4 separate regions of the Mus musculus genome follow, and all the other regions are linked to region 3. Evidence: chromatin contacts called from public Hi-C and promoter capture Hi-C data. All regions are on one chromosome and are shown on one strand. The core of a region is the stretch at or near the end of the contact, and the rest is flanking DNA. Distances in the headings are between cores, read along the strand shown. Region 1 overlaps Phc2 (polyhomeotic 2). Region 2 holds the start of Spocd1 (SPOC domain-containing protein 1). Region 3 holds the start of Sync (syncoilin). Region 4 holds the start of A3galt2 (alpha 1,3-galactosyltransferase 2 (isoglobotriaosylceramide synthase)).

Region 1 (2,700 bases), core at 95-2,594, 570 kb after region 3:
AGATCCAACTGTAAGGTATTTTCTCAATTAGTGATCAAGGGGGAAAGGCCCCTTGTGGGTGGGACCATCTCTGGGCTGGTAGTCTCAGTTCTATAAGAGAGCAGGCTGAGCAAGCCAGGGGAAGCAAGCCAGTAAAGAACATCCCTCCATGGCCTCTGCATCAGCTCCTGCTTCCTGACCTGCTTGAGTTCCAGTCCTGACTTCCCTGGTGATGAACAGCAGTATGGAAGTGTAAGCCGAATAAACCCTTTCCTCCCCAACGGCTTCTTGGTCCTGATGTTTGTGCAGGAATAGAAACCCTGACTAAGACAGGGTGAAAGGAGAAATTCACACAACTGGTTTTCTCTTTCTTGGCACAAACACAGGCATGTCCGCACATAATGCAGGCACACGTGTATGCACGCATTCACACCCACCTTCGCCGTGAAGGATCCTGGGTAACCCCCCACCCCACCTCCCGCTGATAATTAATGAGTTCTGAGTTTTCCCTAAGCCTAAGAGTTTCGTAATCTAAATCTGGCCCTACACTGCTGGGATAACTTTCAAGGCTGGCTCTACTGTTTTAACAGGAAAATCGCTGGCAATTTCCACCTGCAGCTGGATAGCAGGCTCACCTGCATGCTTAGCTGTTTACTGCATTTTTTTTTTTCCCTAGTGAAAGTGTGACCCATTAATTTAGCAGCTGCTTTGGGAGGAATATACACAGTACTCAAGAATCCTTGAACCAGAAAGCATCACTCTGCCCAGCCTATCACAGATGGAAATCTCTGCCCCCTGACACAAATCCACTCTGTGATAAAACAGCTACGTGGCAGGCCTGCCCTTCAGAAGATTTCCCCTCGGAGTCAAAACCTGAGGCGGTTGAGGAGACTGAACAAAGGCCTGGCATCTGGAGGTCCATCTGAGTGAAAGGGGCCCAGGAGCTTCAGAGACTCTCCAACCCCCTTTTACAACAACACACTCCTCCTGGTCAGCAACTGTCTCCTCACCATCGGGTTGGGCCTGAGTGTTACCCAGAGCCCAGAGTTTATCACCCAGAATGGTGACTCAAAGGACCAAGCCTCTTAGTTGGAGCTATGGTCAGGTTGCCTTAGGTCTTGGCTGTCCCAGAGGCCGGGCCCACAGGACCCTTCTGCCTGCCCTCTTCTGCCTTCTATGATCCAGTCTCCCTAGCCCTAAGAAGGGCAAGGCCAGACCCCTTGCCTTCCCTTCCAAGGCTCAACATCCTAGGCTCCGCTCTCCTGCCCTGCCTCCCCTCCCCCATCCACACTCTTTCAGGGCATAAGGGACCTTTTCTATTTGCACAGCCTAAAGAAGCTGGTTGCCAAGGTGACAGGAGCAGGAACAGCAGGGAGCTTGCCATGGGGGAGGGGCTTTGCCCCCAAACAGCTGTCAGTGGGAGCAGTCCCAGCTGGGGCAGGAGGGCTTGCCTCTCTGGAGGAAACACCCCCAGGGAAGACACATTCCTCTTTGCTGCCCCTGCCCTCCCCCCGCAAGTCTCAACTGCCCACCTTCCTCCTGGGGCAGCCAGCCAGCTTTAAACAAAAATGCTCCCGTAACAAAACAGACTCTCCTCCAGTATACAGCGCTCTCTCACAAGCACAAGCATGCCTGCTCGGCTCTCCCGCCTTCGCCCCTTCCTCATTGACACACAGTGGGCTGGCTGGGCAGAAGGCCAGCCATCACCTCTGCGCCCGAGGAACTGTGCAGTCTGACAGGTGCTGCTTTGCTCTGTTCCCCCCAACCCCCATCAGGTTGAAAGAATTATTTCGGTCTTTTTTTTTGTTCCACAGGCCCAGAGAGGCCCAGTGGCTCCTAAGCCTCCCCCAGCTGCCTTCCTTTTGGGAGGTGAGAGTCGAGGAGTGGAGAGGCTTATGGAGGGGTGGGGGTTGGAGAGAAAGGAAGAATGGGCCAGACAGTGGGAGGCAGGAACAATGCCAAGCCCACTGATCTGCGTCTCTGGGGAGAGGGTCTTTGTATTCCTTAGCACACAGCTGCTCCACGGAAAGTTCTGTGGGGCCACCAGTCTCATCTGCATCACACCCACACTGTCAGGCTCAGCCCCAGGCTCTCAAGCCTGCTGTGGACCTTTCCGGGGCTCAAGAGCTTAGAGAGGTAGCCATTTGGATCTGCAAATCAACATACAGCCTTAGTTAGAACCCCCAGGTTCTCTGAGCATTGGGCTGGGAAGAGGAGAGGCAAGGAGGCCCCAAGTCACTGTAAGAATTGGGAGTGTCCCTTGGCCTGGTTGAGGGTGCAGAGCTGAGGATATGGGGTGTGGAGTTGGGCCCAGCCCCTCACTGACTACCCGTGATTTTGAGGACTGTATGATGCAAGTTCTTGGGGCGATCTCCCTGGGCCTCAGATTTCCCAACTGCCAAACAGAAAGGGCTCTCTCAGAGACAGAAAAACATGGCATGCACAGGATACAGGCTCTCCAACGAAGGATAGACTGCCTGTGGGTATCTTTCTTCTCTCTGTCCATCTTCTTGGAGATCATAGAGATGCCAGCAGCCTTGGAAGCCACTCAAGACCTGCTTTGCTCTGTTTCAAAATCCTTAGAATTTGGGGCTGGTTTCGATCTAGAGAGAAGCTACACTTTGGTCTGGGCAGGATTGAGATTCCCAAGGTACTGGGCCCTGAGATTGCTCCAGTGATAGAACTTAGAAGTGGAGCTTTGGCCCTCCCTTCAAGGCCTGG
Region 2 (2,861 bases), core at 51-2,550, 640 kb before region 3:
CTGGGGAGCTAGCACAGGAATTGGCTGGGGCAGAAAGTCCTTGTTCCAGCTCCATCCTGGACCCTGACTGGGCCTTGTCCTCTGGCCCCACCGGGTCAGGTGGAGTGCCAGGGCTGCCAACCACAAACGCGGGCTGTACTTCCTGCTGATCTGTAGAATCCTCAGTCAGCACCTCTGGGTACAGTGCTGGACTCTGAAGAGGCTCCTGGGTGACCAGACTAAGGGGCTCGCCTCCAAAGAGCCCTGGGAATTCAAAAAGGTGATCAAGGCTGTCTGGCGCAACCCCATCCTTAGAAAAGAGCATGTTTTCAACCTCGGTTTCTACAGCACATTCCACCCAACTTCCACCTGGCTCTCCAGGCTCAGTGTCCTTAGAAGAAAGAAGCCTTGGGGGACCTGCAAAGGCCTCTGGAGAAGCACACTCGGGAGGGTCCCCATCTGGTCTTTGACCAAACCTCAGGGAAAAACCTGACTTTTCCTCCTCCTGGGGACAGATTCCACACTTCCTGCATTTCCTTCGGAAAGGGGGCAGGACTGGAGATGGGGGCGGGCCCTTTGCACTGAGCCCCTCTTTGCTGAGTGTAGGATCCTCTGGGGAAACCATTCCTTCGACAGTGGTGGCTTGTCTAAAGCTGGGGCTGCTGGCCTCTTCCATTCCTGCTGGCCCCTCTGTACAGACCAGTACTCTATCTGGGAAGTCCAGTGATGTACCACAAAGACTTCTGGAGCTTCCAGTAGCCAAGAAGTCACACAGAGAGTCCTGGAACCTAGACAATGTCCTCTGTCCACCAGCCCTGGCTAAAAACTTGTCAACAGGCCTATGTGGAAAAGAGGGAGGTCTCAGGGAAAGCCTGACTGGGTAGTCCTCCCCGGCTTGCCAACTCACCTCCTAGACATGCTCCCTCCCCCGACCCCCACTCCTCGCACTAGTCTGCAGAAGGGAAGCTATCCAGATAGGGCCACTCCTCTGAGCTTCCCAAGAGCTTTTTTACCCTTTAAGCTTTCTGCTTAAATGAAAAAGGGTAAAAGTCACTACTTATCAGTGACACTGTGAAATGAGGTATCTCGCTTCACCCTAGCTGGTTCAGAGACTGCCCAAAAGCACACAGAGAGCAGAAAAGAGGAGATTCTCCCAGAAATGCAAAAGCCAGCTCCACACGGAGCAGAAATCTCAGCCCTATCTATACCCCACTCCTATAAACAGGACTCTGAATCAAGCCAGTCCCTGAACGCACTAGGACCTCCGACCTAAAGCTCCAACCGCTTACATCTGAGCTGCTACAGCTCCTTCTCCTTCTACTCCTGGGGGGCCGGGGGGGGGGGTTGAGGGAAGAAGCACGTGATGCGGAGAAGATGGTCCTGGATCCAAGGGGTGGGAGGCAGGACCTGGTGGTGCCCAGCAACGGCTCCCTAGGGGTGCTGGCGTTCTTGTCCAGCAGGAGGCGCTCGCTCCCTGCCGAGGGCTTCTGGGAGGAGGTGCCAATCATTCTGCCTCCACGCGACCGGGCGGGGTGCGGGGTGCGTGGGCAAAGGAATCGCAGACCCCCCGGATGCCGAAAGCTGCCTAAGATTGTAAACAGAGTGGAGGAGGTGTCTGAAACCCCTGGGGATTGTTAAACTCAAATCTGATTATTTTTCCTAATTAGATATTTTAATATTGTCTGGCATACAATATATCTAGACACACATGTGCCTTCTAGTCGAATAGAACGTCAAGAAATAGAAAAGTTTAAACTTCCTCTCATTTCTCAACCCTCTACTCTGTGGAACTTTGGGGTTTTTCTTTGTGGTCGATTTTGTTTGCCTGATTTCATAGCTATGGGTGACACTCCCATGCACATATCACTTGGCTCTTAAAATTTAAAAACCAAGTGATATGGCACTTAATAATCCATTAATCTATTAATTATTTATATTTATTGTTAATAGTATAATTAGTTGTTGATTATATATATTATAATTTATGATTAATTAGTTATTGATCCCACATGTGGTGACTTTATTTACTATTCTTTCCCCCCTCCACCCAGTTTTTAGTTTTTGAATATTTTTTAATTTTTAAAAATTGAATGTATTGGGCATGGTGGCCCATACCTTTAATCCCAGCACTCGGGAGGCAGAGGCAAGCGGATTTCTGAGTTCCAGGCCAGCCTCGTCTACAAAGTGAGTTCCAGAACAGCCAGGGCTATACAAGAGAAACCCTGTCTCAAAAAAAAAACGACAAATAAATAAATAAATAAATAAATAAATAAATAAATAAATAAATAGGAGGAGGAGGGAGAAGGAAGGGAAAGAGAGAGAGACAGAGAGAGAGAGAGAGAGAGAGAGAGAGAGAGAGAGAGAGAGAGAGAGAGAGAGAGAGAAGCAAAGTAAAATGTGAAGTCTGCCCAGCACCACCCTCTGCCTTTGAATTCAGAGGCCAGCCTGGGTGTATAAGACCCTGCCCCGAATTAAATAGATACAACAAATAAAATACCAGTTGCAAGGGATTCTGGGAAGCCACTTCCACCTCACCTCTTCCCAAGAGAGCAGGAAGGCACACTGGAATGGGAGAATGGAAGCAATATTTGAAAATATCTTTCATCTAATTAATATGTCAATTGCTTTCTCTCTCTTATGAATTTTGATTTGATTTGGCCTCATGAATCTCAGACTGGCCTAGAAATCAGTAAGTAACCAATGGGAGCCTTAATCTTCTCACTTCCAGGGTGCTGGGATCACAGGTGTGGACTACCACAGTGGTTTATGCCATGCTAGGGATGGAGCTAGGGTTTCGGGCATGGTGGGTAACCACTCTGCCCATTGAGCCACATCTCCAGGCCCTCAGTGGGTATTTTTAAATATCAGTCATGTGTTAAAAA
Region 3 (2,700 bases), core at 163-2,662:
ATGCTGCAACTCCATCTCCTTGGTACCGTATCCCAACAATACCAACTTGTGTCTTCAGGACATTCTGAATGGAATGCAGTTTCATCATCAGGAGGAGTGACTTTAAGTTATACAGGTACGTTTGTCCACTGGATGAGAGCGGATGTCCTGAGGACAGGGCTACTTGTGGGGCCCTTGGAAGGCAAGAAGAAAACAACTGAACTTCCAGGGGAAGTTGTGCCCAAGGTCAAGTGGCAGGTCTGTGGTATAGAACCCAGGCCTCCTGAGTTACAGGCTGCCACACCACCCTGGGTACCAGAGGTTGTCCTCGGCTAACTGCCTCTCTACTGAGCTGGCATAGAAGCAGATTACAGGAGGCCAAGCAAGAGAGGGACAGGGCCCAGCTGGGGTCCCTGACCTCAACACCTCTGCCACTCTGTCTCTGTCCCAGAGGACTTGGGCAACTCCTTTATGCTGTCCATCAGACTGTGACTTGGACGTGTGTATTACATGTCATGCAAACAAAGGTTCGTGCCTGGCTTCAAGCTTATTAGTGTGTGTGTAGGGAATACAGGCAAAATGTGTTAAGAACCCAGCTTAGGGTTGTCTTCTCATGTGACAACAGGGTTTACCAGGAAGTATTCCCATAATTTGATACACTGGGAAGTCCCTGGGCCACAATGTGACCTGAGGCAAAATGACTCCACAATCCCCAGTGGTAAAGTTCCAGTGTGGACAGCTGTTGGGCTCAGCCAGGGCCCAGTGCTAGGCCAGGAGAACAACTGCCTCTCTAGGCCACCACCCTGAGCCACACCAGGGAGAGAGAGCTGACCGAACAGACTCAACTTCAAGCTGGCAGGTGCCCAACCCTGCACCAAGTGGCTCAAATGCAGTGAATTCTCAAATGGTTTCTCCCTAGCCCCGCTAACAAGTGAATAAGAAACGGGAAAAATAAGACTTTAAAAAAAAAAAAAAGACCCAAAACTTATACTCTTTAGTCAGTTAGGCCAACTACATTTTGACAGGTTGCTAGCCTGAAAGGATTAATCGCACTCAGCCTGTGGAAGGAGTGACACAGACCCCCGGAGGTGTCAGGTCCCCAAGCCAGGGCCTCCCATCTCCCTTCCCCGGTGGCTCCGCCCCGTGCCACACCCGGGCATGACCACTACCCACAGCCAAGGGAAAAGGGCCGCGGGTCGGGGATGGGAGCCCACCCAGCACCCCCTGTCCTACTGGGCGGCGACACGAGCCCTAGAGGATCCTACCTCGAGGCCCGGGCGCCGTCCCCGCCGCGCAGGGGTTCCGGGCTGGCCATGGCTGCGCGACCCCGGGCTCGCCCGGAGTGTTATTAATAGCCAACGCCGTCGGCGATTGTGCCGGTGCCGGCGCCCGCCGCACTGCCAGCTGCAGCGGACACCAGATCCCGGCGGCCCGGGCGGGACGCGCCCACTTGGCCGGACGATTACCCGCGGGAGGAGGGCGCGGGCCCCGCGGCCCTGGGGGCGGGGAGAGGGTGGGAGGGGATGGGGTGGGGTGGGATGAGGGGGCGGCCCAGCGGCACTTCGCGAACCTTCCTTTCATCTCTCCACCTTTCCTTCTGGCCCTGGTTGCATGGTGAGGAGAGGAGGGGGCTGTTCGGTCCCAGGGGAGCTGCCCCCCGAGTTCAATGAAGGCGGGAGGAAGATTTACTGGTGGGGTACCCAGAGGGATCCAGCGCCCCTCGTGTCGGCGCCTTGCGATCCCCACCCACGCAAGGGCTTGGAGCCGGGTCATCTTCTTGGTGGCCTGCAGCTGTCATGAGGGGGTGGGGCAAGGCGCCTGCTGGAGAGGGGGGGGGGTGGTTAACTGCCACACCCCATGCGTCTGGGGACAGCTGGGGGCCACGGCTGAGGAAGAACGGCTTAAGGCAATAAAGTTGAGTCTGTTTAATTCAGGTTTCTTCCCCTCGCCCTGGAAGGTTTCTTGGGGTCTTCTGAGAGGTCGATTTGTCGCTCCTGCTCAGTCACTTCTGTTGTGTTTCAAGGCACGCACCCACCCCTAAGTCTTCGACCCTCCGGTGTCCTAGTTAGACTTCCACACTGAAGGCACCCTCCCCCTCCCCCCAGGACGAGCTGCTGGACCCCTTCCCAAACCTGAGCCCCAGGCATTCTTTCTCTGAATACTTTTTCCCACTCAGTCCCCGAGTCAGGGAGGGAGGAGGGCTTTGATTCAATCGCAGAAGAATGCTGTGCACCTAGCGGCCAGGGCCAGAAGGCTGTACTCCGTTTAATCAGATCTTAGAGCATCCTATGGGATGGCGAATGAGGACTGATGCCCGGGTGTTGTTGACTGGGTAGCTTGTGCGTTGTGATCCTTGTGCCCACAGCTGGGAACATCTGGCGAAGGTTCTGTGTGTGCAGCAAGAGATGGGTCTAAGGTTGTATCCCCAGTGTGACTTCCTTCCAGTCCTGGTCCTGGGTGGTCGTGTGGAAGTGCAGCTCTATGATGTGAGAGCAGGGTGATTGTGCCAGGTGTGATCATCCTGAGGGGAAGTGGGTGCTGGCTGCAGACTACGGAGCAGGTGTATAACCATGTGTGACTGTATGCCTGACTGGGCTGCCATGTGCCAGTGTGGCAGCTGAGGGGTAGGGGTGGCTGTGGCTGTGCACACTCTGGGAGTGTCTCCCGGAGCTGTGTTTTTTGCATCTTTTTGTAGACTGCAAGAGGGAGGAATCCAAAAGC
Region 4 (2,706 bases), core at 98-2,597, 530 kb after region 3:
CAAAGGCCCAAGACCTGGCTTGGAGGGAGTGGGCACTGGAATTTGCCCATGGTTAGGTCTTTTGTTTGTTAGCTTTGTCTATAAGCATCTCATCTGTAAGAACAGATACGGGGCCCAGGTACCTGGTGTCACATTTGTTAGCAACACTGGCTGTCTGGGCATCAGTCCTCATGTATGAGATGGAGTAATGAGAATAGCATCCTCAGAGGCTGAGCCTGAACTTGGAATTAATACCAGCCAAGTGACTGGAGCAAGCCTTTGTTGCTCCACTGACTTCAGCTGCTAAAGGCACCGGCCGATGCACCCCGCTCACATGGTCTCTTCCTTCTGATAACTCATATCTCCATTCTCCACCTGCCCACTCCCTGCAATAGTTTCTATGATCTCTTTCAAGAAGGCCACTTACATCAGATTCCCTTATCTCGTGGAGTAGCTCCACAACGTATGTGCCTAGGATTTACTCAATGAGCCCACCTTGCGCTTATGCTCCTGTGGGAAGCACTCTGCACAGGGTGCCTCAGAAGGGTGACTAAGCCAGAAACCTGCAGGCAGCCCTGTCCCTCCCTCTGCCACACTCACTTACCGTGAAAGTCCCCAGGTTGGCTTCCCTGGGCCTCTTTGTCTCTGTCCTTCTTGTTCTCGGCAACTTCCATGTGACCCTGGCCAGCTCACTCCCAACTCTGTCCCCAGAGCCATCTCCTAAGAGACCAACCTCCTTTAACAGTGCCTATGGCAAACCAGAAGCTTAATTCTAGAAGAGGGGGGGATGTATTTAGTAGGCAAATAAATGGAAAAATGTTCACCTCACTAGTAGGCAAAGACATACAAATTAGAACCCACCGGCAGGTTTTGTTTATAAAAAGATCGCCTTAAAAAAAAAAAAGAGCTATGGCAAAAATAGACAGGTTGCCAGCATACAGTGTGAGAAGCCGTCTCCTGGGAACTATCTTGGCCTTTTAGGGAGCTGCTTAGCTTTCGGTACTTGTCCTCTGATGTCCAACAGCCCCAGCCTCTGTCCATCCGTTGGAAGAAGATGCCTTTTTGTATAGAAGATGGCCATACATCAAGATGCTTGCCAAGGTCTGTTCGGCCCTGCTCTTGGTCACATTGTGGCACCAAGCCTTGTGCTGGGTCCAAGACATCAAGGTAAGTGAGATGGAAAGACAAAACCTGTCTTCAGGATGCGGAGTGAAGATTGAGGCAGGTGGAGTAAGAGCAGGGCTCTGCACAGTGAACCCAGAAGAGGAGGCGACACACAAGGAATATGGTTAATGAGCCTGGGAGGGAATGGGAGTGGGCAGGAGGCTTTCAGAGACTTCCTGGAGTTGCTGACCTGTAAGCCAGGCCTCTGAGAACTAAAAGCTATTTAGAAAGCGATGTGGGGGGAGGGCAGCTTCTAACAAGGAAATACCAGTGTACCCTGGGACCTCCTCCCATTAAGGGAAGGTTTTTAATGTTGGGTGGTGATGGGGTGGTGTTGGGGTAATTTTATTTGGAAAAAAAATACGTAGAAGTATTCAGATTGTACTCTGTACGTGGACATAGTGGCTGGGTGGGAGGGCAACACTAGAGATGAGAAACCCAGTTAGGGGCCAGGGATGTTGGGCTGTGAGGCAGAGCATTGGTGGCTGGGTCTAGAGAAATCTATGGAGGGTTAATTGGCAGGGTGTGGCCATTGATGGCAGAGGTATCTGGATCCAAGAGTATCTGGATCCGAGGGCCAAATGGGATCTTTCTGATTAGGGCAAAGCCTGGAGATCAACAGAGTCCTGGAATTCATCAGGAGCACAGGAGGCAGACAGAGGTGCAGGAGGCCAGCCCAGGCATTGAGTGCTAGGTTTGTGCGTGTTAGCTGAGGGCATAGAAGCCAATGTAGGTGGGAAGTGGTATAAAAGAGTGTCGAGGGCCATGATCCTTAGCTGGACAGTAAAGAGTAAAGACGGGTGGAAGCTGAAGAAGCCAAAGGTTTGTAGTTGATGGAGACACAGCTTCTGTTGGCAGCTGCCTGGAAGGTATTTACAGAGTGGGTCTCAAGTCTGGGACAGGCCTTGTTTGAGCTGCTTGTAGACATCTGAAAAGGGCTCCCGTGTCTAGCCAAAAGGAGTGGCTAAATGCACCTGTCATGAAGATGGGGAAAGCTGCTTTCACGGGCACCGGAAATGACAATGGTGGGAACTAAAAACAACACGCATCATTGACAGTCACTGAGCAAGAATAGAAGTACGTCCCATAAAGTGGAGCAAAAGGAACCCCTTAAGGACATGTTACAATCATTATAGGAGGGGTTTTCTGCATCTCCTCAGTGGCTGTGTGTCTGTGTTACATGTATGTGTTCATGTGTATACAGATTCATGCATGTGGAAGTGTGGAAGTGTGTATGTAGTATGAACCAGAGGTCATTCGAATGAAACCCTAAGTTCAATTCCCAGCACTGAAAAAAGGGAGGGGAGGAAGACAGGTGTTTAGAAGGATACCTGGGGTTGACCTCTGGGTAAATGCTTGATGTGCATCTGAGGGTGGAGGTCTGTGTGGCCAGTGAGAGGCGTGGCTGAGGTGTGCGAACCGCGGAGCAGAAACTGGACCAGAACTCCATGGAGAGGCAGGTCTCACTTCCAGGGGGCAGGGCTCTTCTAGTGTGGCCACGGCTGATAGGCACAGCATCCCTGAGAGCTGTATTATCATCTACTGAAGGATGCTAGGACAGCA

The links. Promoter capture Hi-C pulls out the DNA fragments that hold promoters and counts their contacts. Hi-C and Micro-C count contacts between places; a contact is called where the count stands out from the background.
Region 1: a Hi-C map of embryonic stem cells shows a contact between it and region 3, with 2.5 times the contacts expected there. The contact joins the enhancer-like site here to the promoter of Sync in region 3. A contact is called at or near these places in 1 of 39 promoter capture datasets (embryonic stem cells), 1 of 484 Hi-C or Micro-C datasets (embryonic stem cells) and 1 of 115 datasets of contacts at active chromatin or transcription factors (pancreatic cancer cells).
Region 2: a contact with region 3 is called in a promoter capture Hi-C map of pre-B cells, with 2.3 times the contacts expected there. The contact joins the promoter of Spocd1 here to the promoter of Sync in region 3. A contact is called at or near these places in 1 of 39 promoter capture datasets (pre-B cells) and 1 of 115 datasets of contacts at active chromatin or transcription factors (pancreatic cancer cells).
Region 4: a promoter capture Hi-C map of liver shows a contact between it and region 3, with 2.6 times the contacts expected there. The contact joins the promoter of A3galt2 here to the promoter of Sync in region 3. A contact is called at or near these places in 4 of 39 promoter capture datasets (hematopoietic stem and progenitor cells, hippocampal neurons, liver and 1 more) and 1 of 115 datasets of contacts at active chromatin or transcription factors (pancreatic cancer cells).

The regions. Positions count from the first base shown.
Region 1 is chr4:128,714,670-128,717,369 of GRCm38.p6, reverse strand. The region is part of intron 7 of Phc2 (polyhomeotic 2); the gene reads right to left. Among named protein-coding and RNA genes, the nearest start is that of Gm33712, 12 kb to the left of the region's middle. RefSeq lists an enhancer at 355-2,700. Within about 2 kb of position 1,344, at least 118 of the 459 cell types and tissues checked have an H3K27ac peak or open chromatin away from gene starts, as enhancers often do. A contact at or near this core is called in embryonic stem cells, where this site is marked.
Region 2 is chr4:129,927,206-129,930,066 of GRCm38.p6, reverse strand. It overlaps Spocd1 (SPOC domain-containing protein 1), which reads right to left and starts at 1,300. Exons shown (of 15, transcript XM_017320505.1): 1 at 1,269-1,300; 2 at 1-818. The coding sequence starts at 1,270.
Region 3 is chr4:129,286,333-129,289,032 of GRCm38.p6, reverse strand. It overlaps Sync (syncoilin), which reads right to left and starts at 1,412. Exons shown (of 5, transcript NM_023485.3): 1 at 1,245-1,412. The coding sequence starts at 1,294.
Region 4 is chr4:128,757,899-128,760,604 of GRCm38.p6, reverse strand. A3galt2 (alpha 1,3-galactosyltransferase 2 (isoglobotriaosylceramide synthase)) reads right to left here and starts at 1,347. Exons shown (of 5, transcript NM_001009819.2): 1 at 584-1,347. The coding sequence starts at 696.